Linked DNA regions of Mus musculus: region 2 is linked to region 1. Evidence: chromatin contacts called from public Hi-C data. All regions are on one chromosome and are shown on one strand. Each heading gives the region's core, a stretch centred on a gene start, on an enhancer-like site or on the middle of the called end of the contact. The rest is flanking DNA. Distances are from core to core; before and after follow the strand shown. Region 1 holds the start of Frem1 (Fras1 related extracellular matrix protein 1). Region 2 has its middle 41 kb from the start of Gm46887.

Region 1 (7,469 bases), core at 3,538-6,037:
CTCTTTCCAACTGCCCAAGTCCCCACTGCCCCACTCACTGGCTAACCCTGCTGGTTCCTCCCAGGTCTCGCTCTTCAGGAGCAGGTTTACCTGCTCATGTGGAATTCAGCAACACCACTACAGGCTTTTCATCACTATGGAAACGTTTTTAAAAGTTTCCCTCTTCTCCCCTGGCCTGCAAGCATCTTCAAGATAAAAGCCGGGACTCATCTGCTCGCTTCAGTTTTTCCAAGGCTGGCACTGGGTGTTGTACAGAGAAACTCAACAAGTATTAGTTGCATAAATGACCCCCTAGAAGCATCCGAGCTGTGAAAACCAGTGTCAGTGGGGGAGGGGAGGAGGGAGACCATGCTCAATGGCTTTGTCTTTCCATTTACTCAGAGTTCAGACTTAAGAAGCTGTAAATCCAGAGTTTCAAATTCTCAATCAATCTCGTATCCCTGATATGGAAGCAGTTGCTACAACAAAGCAAAATGCAAAGTAACAAAATTATTCATCCCCTTATACATTTTTCAGAAACTAGTAATACGCTTCTCGAATTCTGGAATCCAAAAGAGTCACAATGATGTCTTTGTGAAGGTCCCACTACCTTTAATCTTCAATATCAATATCTTTCAGTCTTATTCGTTCATGGACCTGTTTCGGGCAACTCAAACCATGAGAAGAATCAAGAAAGAACCAGGCTGTCAGACAGAGACAGTACCCAGTGCAGTGGTGGACTAGTGTCTGCTCTTCCTTTCTGGGGGGATCTGAAGAAACTGACATCATGTTTTCCACTGTGTTATGCAATGTGCCACAGTTTTGCTTCTTTCCAGCCTTCTTCACACCTGTATGATCCCTCTCTCAAAGAATTCATCACTGAAAACGGGCATGCCATGTACCATGTACAAATGTCCAGCAAGTTAAGAGTTAATGCCCTCAGTTTATTCTACTCTCCAGGCTGGCTTGACTAAAATGTCATTGTAGCCTGGGTTGCAAATTACATGTAACAGGTTGGGATGGCTGTTGTATCCGTGTTAGCTTTTGGTTTATAGAATGAAGCAGAAACATCTACCATGTTATCATAGATACATAAGACAGAATGAAAACATTGCCATTGCACTGTTCAGGAAGTAGGGCCCTTATTTTCACAGGAAAGACAAACCAGGCTTCTGGGCTCTGACAGGAAACAGTGCATGTTCAACAGCTTTTCCACATTTGAGCCAAAACTTCTGAAGTCTCCTCATTTTACAATGCTACTGACCTATTGCTGACAAACAGAAGAACTGTGCTAAAGAGGAAGGCAGACCCTGCGATGAGATGCCAGGGTGTGGGTCTCAGGAGAGAGAGGTGTGATTCCTTATTTTAAATGAAGACAGCACAGCATCAGTAAGCACTGAGCAGCAGATAATGCTTGAGAGAAAGCAGAGCTGAGCCCCAGGGTGCTGGCCCAGTGTTAGCCCTAGAGTGCTTATCTACTCCCTGTCTCTAGGGGCCAGGCAGGAGAATAAAGCTGGGATTGCAAATGGCATGCAACCTGAGCAGCCTTAGGATGATGCCCAAAAGAAGCGTTGCTATGGATCTTTTAATGCACATTCCCAAATATCACCAACCCTATGAAAACTTACAAGCCTAAAGGAAAAAACAAAAAAATGAAATGGCCAACTATGTTTGCCTTCTGCAAAAACTTACGAACAAGGGGCAGGAATGTTGTGTTAGGTGTGTGCTTACTTTGCAAAATCCCAGTCCTCAGCCTGAAGTCAGTAGTCTAGTGCCCAGCTCTCTCCTATCTTGATGGGCAGGTCTTAAAGCCCTTTGAAATAGTGCTGCAGTTGCAGAGGTAAAAGGAGGCACATCACAGACAAAATATAGACAACCGAGATTCCATCTGGGACTGAGGGTTTTGTTTGCTTTTAGTCGCCTACACACACACACACACACACACACACACACACACACACACACATACACACACACACACACACACACACACACACACACACACACATACCAGCACCTCAAAGGCCTCTGTTTGAGTCTCTCACCAAGTTGCACAAAAGCCATGGAGTCACTCGAATGGAAGGGTCAGGTTGCAAGCTGTGTGCCATGGAAGTCACAAGCCCTGTTCAGACCACCCAGCTCTGGAAAGAGGGAGCTACATCAGATTCAGACAAGATAAGAGAGTGCCCTCCTGCGTGACCTGGCTCAGAAAGACAGCCTTTCTAGGGAGATACTTGATCCCCTGGAAGGGAGTGGATGTGTGCTCTGATATGGTGGCATTTGTCTAACTCAATACACACGAGTGACCTTGGTCTTTGTGAGAGTAAAATTTAGGAGATACAATTTAAATAAAATTTAGATGCAACTTTAAATAAAAACTTTAAGATTTTTAAAGAAAAGTGCTGAAATAAATCTTCATGCCTACCCCACAAACTGATTTCATACTTCATGCCTTCATCTAGAAGTCAGAGTCAATTAATGTTAGAACAATATCCAGACTTGGCGGTGGGTGTACAGCTTGTAAGTAGGGTTGGCTTTTGACCCCAGTGTGGAAGAGAAAGGAGAAAACTCAGTGGACCTACCTCCTTTTATTAACAGAGGAAGGAAGGTTTGGGGCACTCAGGTGGCTAGTCTAAGGCTCAGACTGGAAACGTTGTGTGGACAAGGACAATGACCATGCCATTTATGTTGTTCATTTTGGAATGCTTCAGAGCAGGCGCTATGCCTGGCATGAGGAGCGAACAGGAAAGGGGCCTTGGTAAGCACACCCTGCTTACTTTCTACCATAAACATTAATAAATGCCATAAAATGCAGGGATAGGGTTGGAGGCTATGCTGGCTTTCATATGTTGTCACATGAAGGCTGCAGCATGCCACTTCATGTTCAGTCACTGAGAGTTGGCCTAAGACAAACTCAGTTTCTAGGAATAGGCTCCAGCACTCTTCCAAGAAACCCAGCTTCCTTCAGCCCAGCTTGCGTCACAGCCTCACAGTATCACAGCATCCCCAGGGGGTGAATAGCACCCCCAGAAGGAAAGTTTCCAAGACCACCCTAGCTTAGCTGTGAGGCTGCAGGCAGGCTGTACAGCCCAACACCTAAGAATGTGGTATCCCATGACCCACACACAAATCACTTCACTCATGGCAACGGAGAGGTAGACCAAGGGGAAAGGAGGTGAGAAATCTGGTTAGAAAGCCCGGGCTTGACAGGCAAGAACGCAAGTTTAGGTTGCACCCAAGGCCTGTTCAGCATCAGCTTAAGCTCAGGCTTAGTACTTGGACATGAAGTCTGATATTAACCAAGTGCCTGACAAGAACTTAACTGCCGGGAACAGTATGCAGAATGCTGACTCAAGTGCTGTGTCACCTATATCAGATTGACCTGACCAGAGGAGATTCCTGGCCCCATATTGAGTCTAAAAACCTTTGATGGTAGCAGTTAAAAATCTGTCTTCTCACCAAGTTTCAAAGAAGTCAGCCTCTCTCTCTCTCTCTCTCTCTCTCTCTCTCTCTCTCTCTCTCTCTCTCTCTCTCCTCCTAAGAAAGTGTTGCTATCTATGTTCCCCAAGCTAGCCTTGAACTTGTGATCCTCCTGCAGACGAATGACCCAACTAGCCTAGATCCTATCTTCATTAAGTTTTGAGGATCCAGAATGAAGAGTAAGTCCTTTTATCCCGTGGACAGGCACACGGAGATGCTAACAGGAAACTTCTCAAGCTTTGGAAGATCCAGGAAGGTCGTGATCTTGCAGAGCCGAAGCTTGAGGAGCAGCTGGGTCTCCCCTTGGGTCTGCAAAGCAGCCCTGAAAAGGTTAATCTCTCCAGCAACATTCCCTCCCACCCACAAACACTAACTAGCCCTGGAGATGCTCTAAGCTGTGTAACGTCCATCATTCATCAGCACCGAATGCTAGAGTAAACAAAACAAAACAGAACCCAGAAACTAAAGCTAAATGGCTTGAGAGCGATTTCTGTGACCCGAAAGGAAACTGCCCCCCAATTATTTACTTACTGCAACACTGAAGCCTCTGGACCACAGCTCAGCCTAAACACCAAGCGAACCTCAGAACAATGACTCTTTGCCTTTCCTCGCTACAAACCAAGGCTCACACTTTAAAACAGCGAATGTAATTAGGCCCTGCAAAGGTTCCCAGAGACCACCCATGCTCTAGATCTTTAGACCCTCGGGATATTATCTGTCCTGTTAATTTTACCTCTTCTCTTTTTGCCATTTCCTTTAGCTAAGAGAAAATAAATATTCTAACTTCAGGGAAATTTTCACAGAAATGTAAAGCGGTTATTCCCTTGATGAGTGCCCCTGCGGGTGGAATCAGAAGTTATGTGGAGGCAGGGAGGCCAATTCCATCCCTGGTATTTGGTTTGGTAACATGCAAGCGCCGGCCTTCTGAGTTAACAGATTTAAAGTTTTGCAAGCTGCCAGGCAGCCTTCTCTCACTGCCGCTCACAGCTGCCCACCTCTGGGACACTTTGCTAACAGAGCCTTCACAGCTGAGAGCCAACAACCGCGGGAAGCAGGTACTTACAGTTCCTGGTTTTCTTTCCGAGCCAAGGGCTGGCCACCCTTGGAAGTAGAGGGCTGGATGCTAACCTGGTAACAGCCTTAAAGAGTTGTCAGAGGAAGAGGAAGCTAAAACATCCCATCCAAGGAGGAGAGCTGAAATTCCAGTCGTTCTAGTCAGCTGAGTTTAGGCTTTGTTTGTGCTAAAAATCCTTTAACCCGCACAAACAAATAGGTAGAGAATTGGAGTTCCCAAACACACTGTTTGCAGGTCTCCTCCAATGCCGCTGTGGCGCTGAAAACTTAACTTCCCCAGTGCCAAGTTTCTGGACTCCCCCAGAGAAGGGCGTGTTAAGGAAGGCGTGGCAAGGATGCCTGCAACTGTTTGCAGGGAGCCCGACCTCCCTGGCGGGGAGCCTCAGCTCCCATCCCTTCTGCTGGTTGGTCAGCGGGGACAAAACTGAGCCTTTGTTAATAGGTCGGGTGCTTTCTTCCCAGCTTCCTTCCTCAGTATTAACACTGGCTGAGCTGAGGCAGTCTCTCCCGACAGCAGCACACACACACACACACACACACACACACACACACACACACACACACACACAGAGGCAGGGATTCACTCTGACACCCGTGCACAAAGCCTCTTGCTGCACGAACACGTACACACACCGACTCTGCAAACACACCTTTCCTTGCGCCCTTTTTTCATGGAAGCGGCCCCAGCTCCAAAAGGTCCATATTCACATTCAGAGGTCACACTCAGCTTTGAGAAGGGGTGGGGGAGGGGGCTGGCCCTCTTGAACTTTTCTCATACTCTTTAAAGGAAAAGACGCAAGAATGAATCTAGACTCTACGAGTCTAACTTGTAATAGAAACCACTTAGCTCTTCATTTATGAAGTATTTCATCTGTCTGTCAGTTCAGGTCTGCATCAAGAGATACCCTCTTGATAATGATTCTTTTGGCTAGTTGCTTAACAACTGTATAAGATACTGCTTCCCTCTATTTTATTTCTACCAGAAGGAAAAGCAGTCTCAAGCAGCCATCCTTGAGAAGTTGGAGCAGGACCTCGCTAGGGGAAACAGCATGAGGAGACTTGTTGAAAACTTAGCCCAAAGCGCAGGGGAATGCAAACCCAAAAGACTCAACACAAGGGGTGGTTTGAGGATGGGGGTAGGGAGACAAGAGAGGGTATGGGAAAGAACGGACACGAGGCACATGAGATATATGATCCACAAGGCAATCATGAACCGCGCTGTTTATTATGACAGAATAGATCGGTCCAATTCCACATGGATGTTCTGACAACACTACCAGTCTTCCCAAGTTGGGAAGCAGGGTAGAAAAGAAGGAGGAAATTACAGAGCAGAAGGGCAAGGGAGGGATAGGGAAGGCCAATAAAGAGGAAAAGAATTTTAAAATTTAGCAATTCTTTTGCTTTGTAAACCATGCTTTGTAGAGACTTCCTTAACGCAGGTGCAGCGCACACTTGGCAGGAAGTCGCTGAGATCCTTCAAGACGCCTTTGCTTCCACTGCAGTGCGGTGAGTGTGGGTGGGGAGAACTTGAGGAGTAAGCAGGCTCCTTATAATGAGCGCTAGCCAGGCACAGGCCTTTAATCCCAGCACTCGGGAGGCAGAGGCAGGCGAATTTCTGAGTTTGAGGCCAGCCTGGTCTACAGTGAGTACCAGGACAGCCAGGGCTACACAGAGAAACCCTGTCTCAGAAAAAAAAAAAAAGAAGAAGAAAGCCATAAGGTTAGCGCTATGAACAGACACAAGTACAATGCAAAAGCAAATACAAGGTAATAAATATAAACAAATCTAATATGAAATACAAATACAAAGTAGTAAACAAAAACAAGACAAAAACAAAATCAAAGCAATATACCTAAACACAATACAAAAAAAAAATACAAATACAAGGTAATAAACACAAATACAATACAAAAACATGGTAATAAACATGAACAAATACAAAACAATGCAAAATACCACGACAAATACACTGTAATAAACATAAATACAAAAACAAATGCAAGATAATAAACATGAAAAAATGCAAGCACAGAAACAAGGTAGCACACGTATGCTCACGGAAAGGGCAGGAAGGCAGGCCACCGTGGTGATGGAGAAGGAGCATGGCAGGTTACTCTTGGAAAGTTTCCAGGTTGTGAAGAGCTCACCACCAGAAGAAATGAAGACCGGTTTAGATGCTAATGGTTGAGATGCAGAACCCACTTGGGGGCGGGGGGAGGGGTAGCTATCCTGTATGTGCTTGTATGTGTGTGCTTTTCCTAACACTGGGGCCAAACAGGACTTGTGGATTAGCCTAGAAACACAAATACTTCCTAAAATTTCCATGAGGAAAGTCCTTTAGTATCCTAAGGTAAAAAAACAAACATAGATCGCATATATCATCAAGGCTCCTGCTGTAAAAGTAGTCCTTGCAAAGCTAATTACACAAGTCAGGCTTGCTGTAGCCTAGAACAGACAGTAGAGATGGTTAAAACATTCTGGAATCTGAAGTACTATTTATCTAAATAATTCTCTTATATCATCCACAAAAGAATAGGGGCCTGCAGAAAAGAAAGCATCATCTATATTAATCAGTTGGTATTCTTTGAACAAGTTAAAATGCAAAACCCAGATGTTTACTAAAACAGCCAAAGAAACAGAGTTCCTTACTCTCAAAGAGGAGCTGCTAACTTAATGTCAGAACAAATACACTTTATTTCTACCCTTGGCTAGAAGACTATATATAAACTGTCCCTTACAGGAGAGTGGCCTATCAGTGGTGAGGGACAGAGACACAGCTCTGCTCTGCCACACTCCGCACTGTGAGGTATTATCCTAGATGTTTAAGTCCAAGTCAGGTCTTACCAGGACTCCTGACTTCAGTACTTGAAAGAATTTTAGGACTAGCCACTTTATGAAACAAGAGTCTTTTGCTGAAAATATTTTAATTTAGGGTG
Region 2 (7,469 bases), core at 2,553-5,052, 94 kb after region 1:
TTGGATGCTTTACTGAGCCAATAACCATGTGGTTCACTTTAATCTAATCTGAAAATGTTTAAGTCTCACACTGAAAATCATTAGAAGGTATGAAGCTCTGGACCAACAAGAAGGCTCAGTAGGTGGAAACCTAACAACATGAGTTCAGTCCCAATATCCCACAGTGGAAAGAGGGTCATGCCTCCTGAAAGCTGTCTTTCTGACCTCCACACATGCTCTGTCATGCTCACTCATGACACGCACACACGCACACACACCATATGCACACACAATAAGAACAACAAATTGAAAGGATAAAAAAAGAAAATTAGGGCTGGTGAGATGGCTCAGTGGGTAAGAGCACCCGACTGCTCTCCCGAAGGTCAGGAGTTCAAATCCCAGCAACCACATGGTGGCTCACAACCATCCGTAACGAGATCTGACGCCCTCTTCTGGAGTGTCTGAAGACAGCTACAGTGTACTTACATATAATAAATAAATAAATCTTAAAAAAAAAAAAAAAAAGAAAATTACTCACATTCTAATAATAAAATAAGAAACAAAATTTATCCTAAATTTTTTCCATTAAATACACATTCTCTACCTTTAGAATACTAAAAAATTTTTTCTTTATATTTTTTATTTGTGTGTGTTTGTGTGTGTGTGCATCTGCATGTGCATCTGCATCTGTGTATGGATGGATGGATAGGAACACAAGAATGCTGATGCCTGAGGAAGCTGCAGGCTTTCGATTGCCCCTGGAGCATGGAGGAGAGATGACTGTGAACAGTGCAACATGGATGCTGGGAGCCAAACTCAGATCCTGTACAAGAGCAGTCCATGCTCTTAGCCACCAAGCCATTTCTCCAGCCTTGCCCCTGGAGGTTATTTTAAAGCAAGCAATGTGCACAGCCCTCCAAATAGTGTGACAAAGTACTTCAACATGAAGTAGAGGGATAGTCCAAGGAAACACTCCCTGAAATCCACGCATTAACCAATACCAACAATAACTTAGAGAATCCTGTGCTTTTCTGTGAGAAATCTTGGAGTTACTGTCCTAGAAAAAAATGATAAGGGGAGAATATTATTTTATCACTAGCAAATGTACTTTGTAATAAGTTTAGAATACAGACAGACAGAACTTACAGAACCTAGAAAGTGGGCTGGAGAGATGGCTCAGCCATTAAAGGCTAGGCTCACAACTGGAACCTAGAAAGCTAGAGAAATGTAAATGATCAACTATTGTTCACAGAGATCTGACAGTGGATCTGTCAATTTCCCAATCAATGAATAGAGAAATTCTCAATCTGACCACTACTCAAAACTTAGAAGAGCTTGGAGAAGAGATTTGCATTGCTGTGGTCAGAAGCAGGAGGAGCAAGCAGGAATGGGGAGGAAACTCTCCCTTGTTGACTAGCTTGCATACTGCATGAGTGTGCCATGCATGTTGCTGGGAAGAACTGCCATCAAACATCTTAAAGCTGTGAACCGTACATGCTAAACTACCAACCAGCCAGGCAAGAAGTACTCACTGATGTAACCAATCACTTTCTGGTTGGATCTGAGGTCTAGACGGGAGTACTATAAACCTGATCACAAGTCAGTGGCTGGAGAAGTCAGAGTCCATCATGAGGATGCTAATGCCGGAGCCTCACTAAATGGACATAGTGGGTCTATCAGATTGCCTCCTGATATTTATGTGCATAGATTGTTGCTGACATGGCTCAGAGAGGTTCCCTTTAACAATAGGTAATGCCAACTGCAGAGACTCACAGTCCAAGGGGCGACAATAATGAACTACTGCATACTCAGCCATAAGCAGGATACCAGTATCATATCTGCTGAGCCTCAGAGAGCATCGTGGAGGAGGAGGAGGCAGAAAGACTGGAGGAAAGGATGGAGTGAGGAGGACCGCTGTCTCTCTTTAAAGCACAGCAATGCCCTTTAGTCTTGACCTCACAGTGGATTTGCTTACTGGCACGTGCTTACTGGCTTACTGCACAAGATGGGGCTTGTCAACATGTTGCCATGGGAAGGAGGAAGGAAGGACTCACAATATCATCCTCAGGCAGGTACTGGGTCACCTGGGGGAAGCAGTCCTGTAAATACTCCCTCACCCAAGACCTTATAAGAAAACTAATAAAACATGGCACAAAGGAAGGAAGGAAGGAAGGAAGGAAGGAAGGGAGGGAGGGAGGGAGGGAGGGGAGGAGAGGGGAGGGGAGGGGAAGAGAGGGGAGGGAGGGAAAATAGAGAGGAGCCTAGCTTAGAAGAGAAAGGGGATTAAAAAACATTTGAAATGTAAATAAATGAAATGTCCAGAAGAAGAAGAGAAGGAGGAAGAGGAAGAAGAGGAGGAAGAGGAGGAGGAAGAGAAAGGGAACCAGTGGGGGCCAGAAGGGGACAAGAGGGTAACAGAGGTAAATATGAGAAAACTCAGTTACATGCATGTATAAAATGCTACAGTGAAACCCATTATTATCATAATTAGCATATGTGAGTAAAAGCCTGAAAAAGTAAATGAGTAAGAACAGATTCTTTTGCTTTTCCTAGAAAGTCTCCAGAGCTACAGAAGAAATCTCACAGGCACACAAAATCCAGATCTCATGAAGGAATGTGGTGCAGTCCTCGATGTCTGTCGTCAGTTCCATCCGTGTGCCCATGAAAACACTAAATTTCTATTAAATATATTTGTATCCACGTAGCTCTTACTGCCGTCTTCAGCTTTTTTATACAAGGTCCCCACACAGTAAGAACATAACAAATCTCCTTTGCATTAATGGATAGATGGTGCTACGCCTTGACTTTTTTTTTTAAGATGCTAGAAAACTTTTTGATGTAAACTTAACTTTTAGAGAAAGGTTCCTACTGATAACAAAGGGCCCTGATTTCTCATAGCCGCGGACCGGCAAGCGACGTTTCCTCTTAAGAGACAGAGAAGGGATCCATCTGCTGGTAATTATAAGAAAACCCTTAGCATTCCATTAGATTCCATGAAATAAAGAAAAACTACTTATTTAGTTTTAATAGTAAAACTTAGTTTTGTAGTTACTGTTGTTTGTTCTTGTGCTTAGTTAGGTATGTGTGGTGGCGGCGGTGGTGGTGGTGATGTTTTGCTTTTTCATCTTTGTTTTCTAAGCATTTGGAATTAAACTCAGGACTTCCACCATGCCAGGAAATGGTTCTTCCATCCGGCTGTCTCAGCATTTCTAAACTCCAGAGAAGAGAAAGAGTGTCCATGCCAGTCCACACACTATGCTCCTACTTCAACCCCAAGCCCAAGTGGTTTTAACTAACCTCATACCCTAATGTCCTTAGAAGCCTTTTTTTTCTTTCCATGATAATATCTTTAGCATGATTCACTGTAGAAAAACACCAAGAGAATGAAAGAATAAGGGGGCAGGAATATGCAGGCCATGACCAGATCCCACAAACCTACGACTCGCCTGCCCTGCCAGCCAGCATTTAGACAACAGGGTAGCTTCAGGTTTCCTTATTTATCCAAGCTTTTTATGTTGAATTTAGTATATGTTCACATTCTGACGTAGCATTTGTAGGGATTCCAGGTAAATATACTATTTTTTCCAACCACTTTCCTGATGCTTCAATAGTTTGGAGGAGTTGAACCTTTAAAGCAAAGGGGGAAAAGAGAACCTGTACAGATCTGGACTGGGGTGGGGGTGGGGGATCGGGGACACTGCTAATCTTTCTAAACCGTTGTGTTAGAGGATAAATTACAGGTGCCTCCCACCATAAACACAGCTGCACTATATCCCTGCCTGACATTAAAGACAAACACTCTTCCCTCCGGATCTCAGGAAAAGCAACAGGAGTCTGCCTTTGTGAGGAGCAAATTAAAACAGTCCCGCCGGCATCCCCAAAACACAGTGTGTTTGAAGATGTGAGCAAACAAACTCCTCCCTCCCACCCACCCTCCCATTCTTGGAGATAAGTCGAGCATTTCCTTTAAGCAACATCGGAGATGAAAGGAGAGTCTTTCCAGCTGGAAGGCAAGCCTGTGTGTGAACCATAAACACATGCACAGAATGTCAACAGCACAACATGGGAACATAAGAGGAAGCGCCTTGTTGGCCATGCTGTGGAGACATTATTATCAATGGCCCACAGGCACATTGTGGAGCCTGGCCCCATACCCTGAGAAACTGGGCTGAGTTCATGGGAGGGGGCCATAGGCAAAGTCAGTCATTGAAGAACTTCAACACTTTCCACAGCAGTGGAGTTGTTCAAAGCAGCTAAGGGGGATTCTCATGAAAATAAAGAGAAAATATTTTGTACTTCTCTTTTGTTTGTTTGTATGTCTATGTACATATATTCCTCTGTGTGTATGTGTGTGTGTGTTTGCATTCATGCTCCACTGTCTTTTATTCTGTGTATCTGATACTTGTGTCTGAATATGTGCCTGTTTGATGGCTGTCTTATGAATCTGTTCCTGTGAGGTAGACGCCTCACAGACTCCCTAACAAAGGGCTTCACTTGTGCTTATTGAACAACCTAGAAAGTATCCGATGAGGAAGGAATGGGATTCGTCACACAGAACTTCTTAACAGAGAGAGTCTTACAAGGGATTAGCAACACCTTATCCCAACTGACCCAGTTAACAGTATTACAAGCATCATTTTTTATCAGTCAATATTCAAAAGTTGCTATTTTCAATGGGTGAACATTTATTTTAGGAGACTGCTTTCAACCTCTGTATTTCTTGCTTTTATCACATGACGCACATATTGTTCTGGGTCACAGACATGGATGAGCACATGACTTAATATTACAGTTATGCATTATCTGAGGTCATAAAAGTTGATTTACATGGGAACTTCAAGGCAAATAAGGACAGTTATTACATAGTCCTCTTTATGGTGGGTTAAACAAACAGACTGGATACAGCGTAGGGTAATAACCCTAAGTCCTATGTGACTTCAAGTGGTATTAACATTAGAAGTACAGCAAAAGTCCCAATCTCTTAGAATGTCAGAGATATTTTCGTAATGATTCATTGCCACAGTTCCTCCCTGGTTTTTTGGTTTTTTTTTGTTTGTTTGTTTTATTAAAGGAAAAACATGTTGCTAGAACTATGCTGCGGATCCCAACAAAATCACATCATACAGCAGGTCTCGCGTGGGAGGTTTAGTGGGAAGAAAAAATCGAGTCAGCCTCTGGGAAAGAGAGGAAAGAAGAGAGAGAGGGCAGGGAGACTGAGGTTTTATTGGGCCCGTGGTGCATGCGCAAAGGGACATGAAACAGGGGCCATGGCACGAGTGCAAAGGGACAGACATAAGAGCAACCCTGTTGCTTCTTGGGCCGCTAGGGGTGGCGTGTTTTGTTGCTGGGACCCTGGAGAGCTGACTGTAAAGATGCTTAATTGTTGTGAAGTCACTTCTAGCTGTCCATGGATGTGCCTGATTGCCAACAGACGTGCTCACTGTTGAAGAGCTGCTCAAGGCATGGTGGACTGTAGGGGTAGCCTGAGTCAGTATCAGCTCGTTCTGGATGGTTCCTTTCAAGTGTTGGCAAAGGCACAATAGGACTGTGATGGGGAGGCAGACAAACAGAATCCCTAATTCTATAAAAGGCCACATTTTAAGATTTAATCCGAAGACCAATTAGAAGTGTTGGCCCATTCATTATTAAACACCATTGTGTGGTGTGCATTTTGAAAATAGGAATTTACAGTTGTTGTAGTTTGGATAGTCAAGGCCATTGCTGCAGTGACAGTGACAACCAGGGCAGCTATGGTAGCTGCAATAATCGTCTCCATCAATCTTTTTGTACTTACGTGCCAGGGCATAATTAAGTTGTTCGGAAGCAGATCCTCTACGCCATAGATGAGTCTGGTTAACAGGCAAGAACTTGTTTATCAAAGAATTAAAGTCAGGAGACAAAGACCACAGTGTAATGGCAAGGCTGGCGAATGGAGTGAGGTTAGAAGTGGCATGCTGTTTCCATGTTGTTGAAATTCAGGAAAGTGCCCTCTTTGGTTACCAGGTTGACACCTTCTGGTGCCAGTTCACGGTGTGGCTTCACAAATCCTGTTGGAATCCAGACAAAGCCTGTGGGAGAAAACACAGATGCAGAGCCTGGGCTCCAAGATATGAAAGAACATGACCGAGTCACCAGGCCTTCGAGAGAATTTATACAAAACCACGAGTTTGGGTTAAATGTCCTCTTTCATCTGGTGTGTTTCTGTAGGTGTCAGGGTAAAATTTGGGGAAATAATTTTTAAGATTTAAAGTATAAGTTAGAGACTAGCGAAATGACTACTCTTCCAGAGGTCCTGAGTTCAACTCCTAGCAACCACATGGCAGCTCACAATCAACTGTAATGGAATCCGATGCCCTCTTCTGGTGTGTCTGAAGACAGATACAGTGTACTCAATAAATAAAATAAATAAATCTTAAAAACTAAAATAAAGTATAAATTAATCCTTTATTCCCCTTTTTGCTTATATATTTGGTTTTTAGTAATAAATAATTTCATTCAACTATGGCTTATTCTTGGAAGTATATGAAATGATGTTTTAGATACATCAACAGGATCATTGTCGATTTTAATCTGTATTGAAGTTCTCATGTAGAGTAGTGGTTCTCAATCTATGGGTCTCAACTTCCTTGGGGACACATTCAGATATCCTGCATATCAGATATTACGTTATAATTCATAAAAATAGCAAAATTACAGTTATAAAGTAGCAACAAAATAATTTTATGGTTTGGAGGTCACCACAACCTGAGGAACTGTACTAAAGGGCCACAGCATTAAGAAGGCTGGGAATCACTGCTGTAGAGAAAGAAGCCATTAAGTGACTGCAAACAGCTCCAGCAGACTCATGTGTTTGAGCCACAGAAAAAGTCAAGCAAGAAAAATTATTGGCATACACATGAACAAATTTAAAACAGCCAAAGGAAATTTAAATGTATTAAGCCTGTGATTATGATAACTTTATTTATGTTAAGCTTTAGCAGCCAATGATAAGAGCTGTGACCAGGATTAGTAACTTGTGAGAACCCGGCTGATGTAAATAGAATTTTAATATCACTGTGCTCAACTTCCAACTTCGAGGTCTTAATATCATATGGTATTAATATCATATGATCATTAAGTATCGTCTTTCACCTTATAACCCTCTCAAATGGCATAGAGCTTTTAAAGCCTTTATTATTTTCCTTTCTATCTAAAAATTTTCAATTGCTTAAACATTCATTACAACTTGTATAAACACTTTTACCTTTTTTTTTCATCTGAACATATCTATCTATTTTAACCTTCATACATAAATCCTTTATAAAAATCTTTCCATCTTACCATTTAACCTTTTTAAAATGTTTTTTCCTTAACATCATGACACCTAGGTGTTTGACTGAGAGTAGTCACTGAAAAAGCAAGTCTTTTTTTCTTATGATCAGAGGATTAGCAAAAATTAATTTTTAAGTCATTAACAACAGAACGTCATTTGTGAGTTTACCTACCCAGTA

Evidence for each region. A called contact is a pair of places that touch in the nucleus more often than the background predicts.
Region 2: a Hi-C map of uterus shows a contact between it and region 1, with 2.0 times the contacts expected there. The contact joins the enhancer-like site here to the promoter of Frem1 in region 1. A contact is called at or near these places in 3 of 39 promoter capture datasets (cranial neural crest, embryonic stem cells and maxillary cranial neural crest), 3 of 484 Hi-C or Micro-C datasets (nephron progenitors and uterus), 1 of 115 datasets of contacts at active chromatin or transcription factors (craniofacial prominence) and 1 of 9 other capture datasets (adipose tissue).

The regions. Positions count from the first base shown.
Region 1 is chr4:83,047,379-83,054,847 of GRCm38.p6, forward strand. It overlaps Frem1 (Fras1 related extracellular matrix protein 1), which reads right to left and starts at 4,788. Exons shown (of 37, transcript NM_001198811.2): 1 at 4,523-4,788.
Region 2 is chr4:83,142,074-83,149,542 of GRCm38.p6, forward strand. No RefSeq gene overlaps it. Among named protein-coding and RNA genes, the nearest start is that of Gm46887, 41 kb to the right of the region's middle. Within about 2 kb of position 3,803, at least 17 of the 459 cell types and tissues checked have an H3K27ac peak or open chromatin away from gene starts, as enhancers often do. A contact at or near this core is called in nephron progenitors, where this site is marked.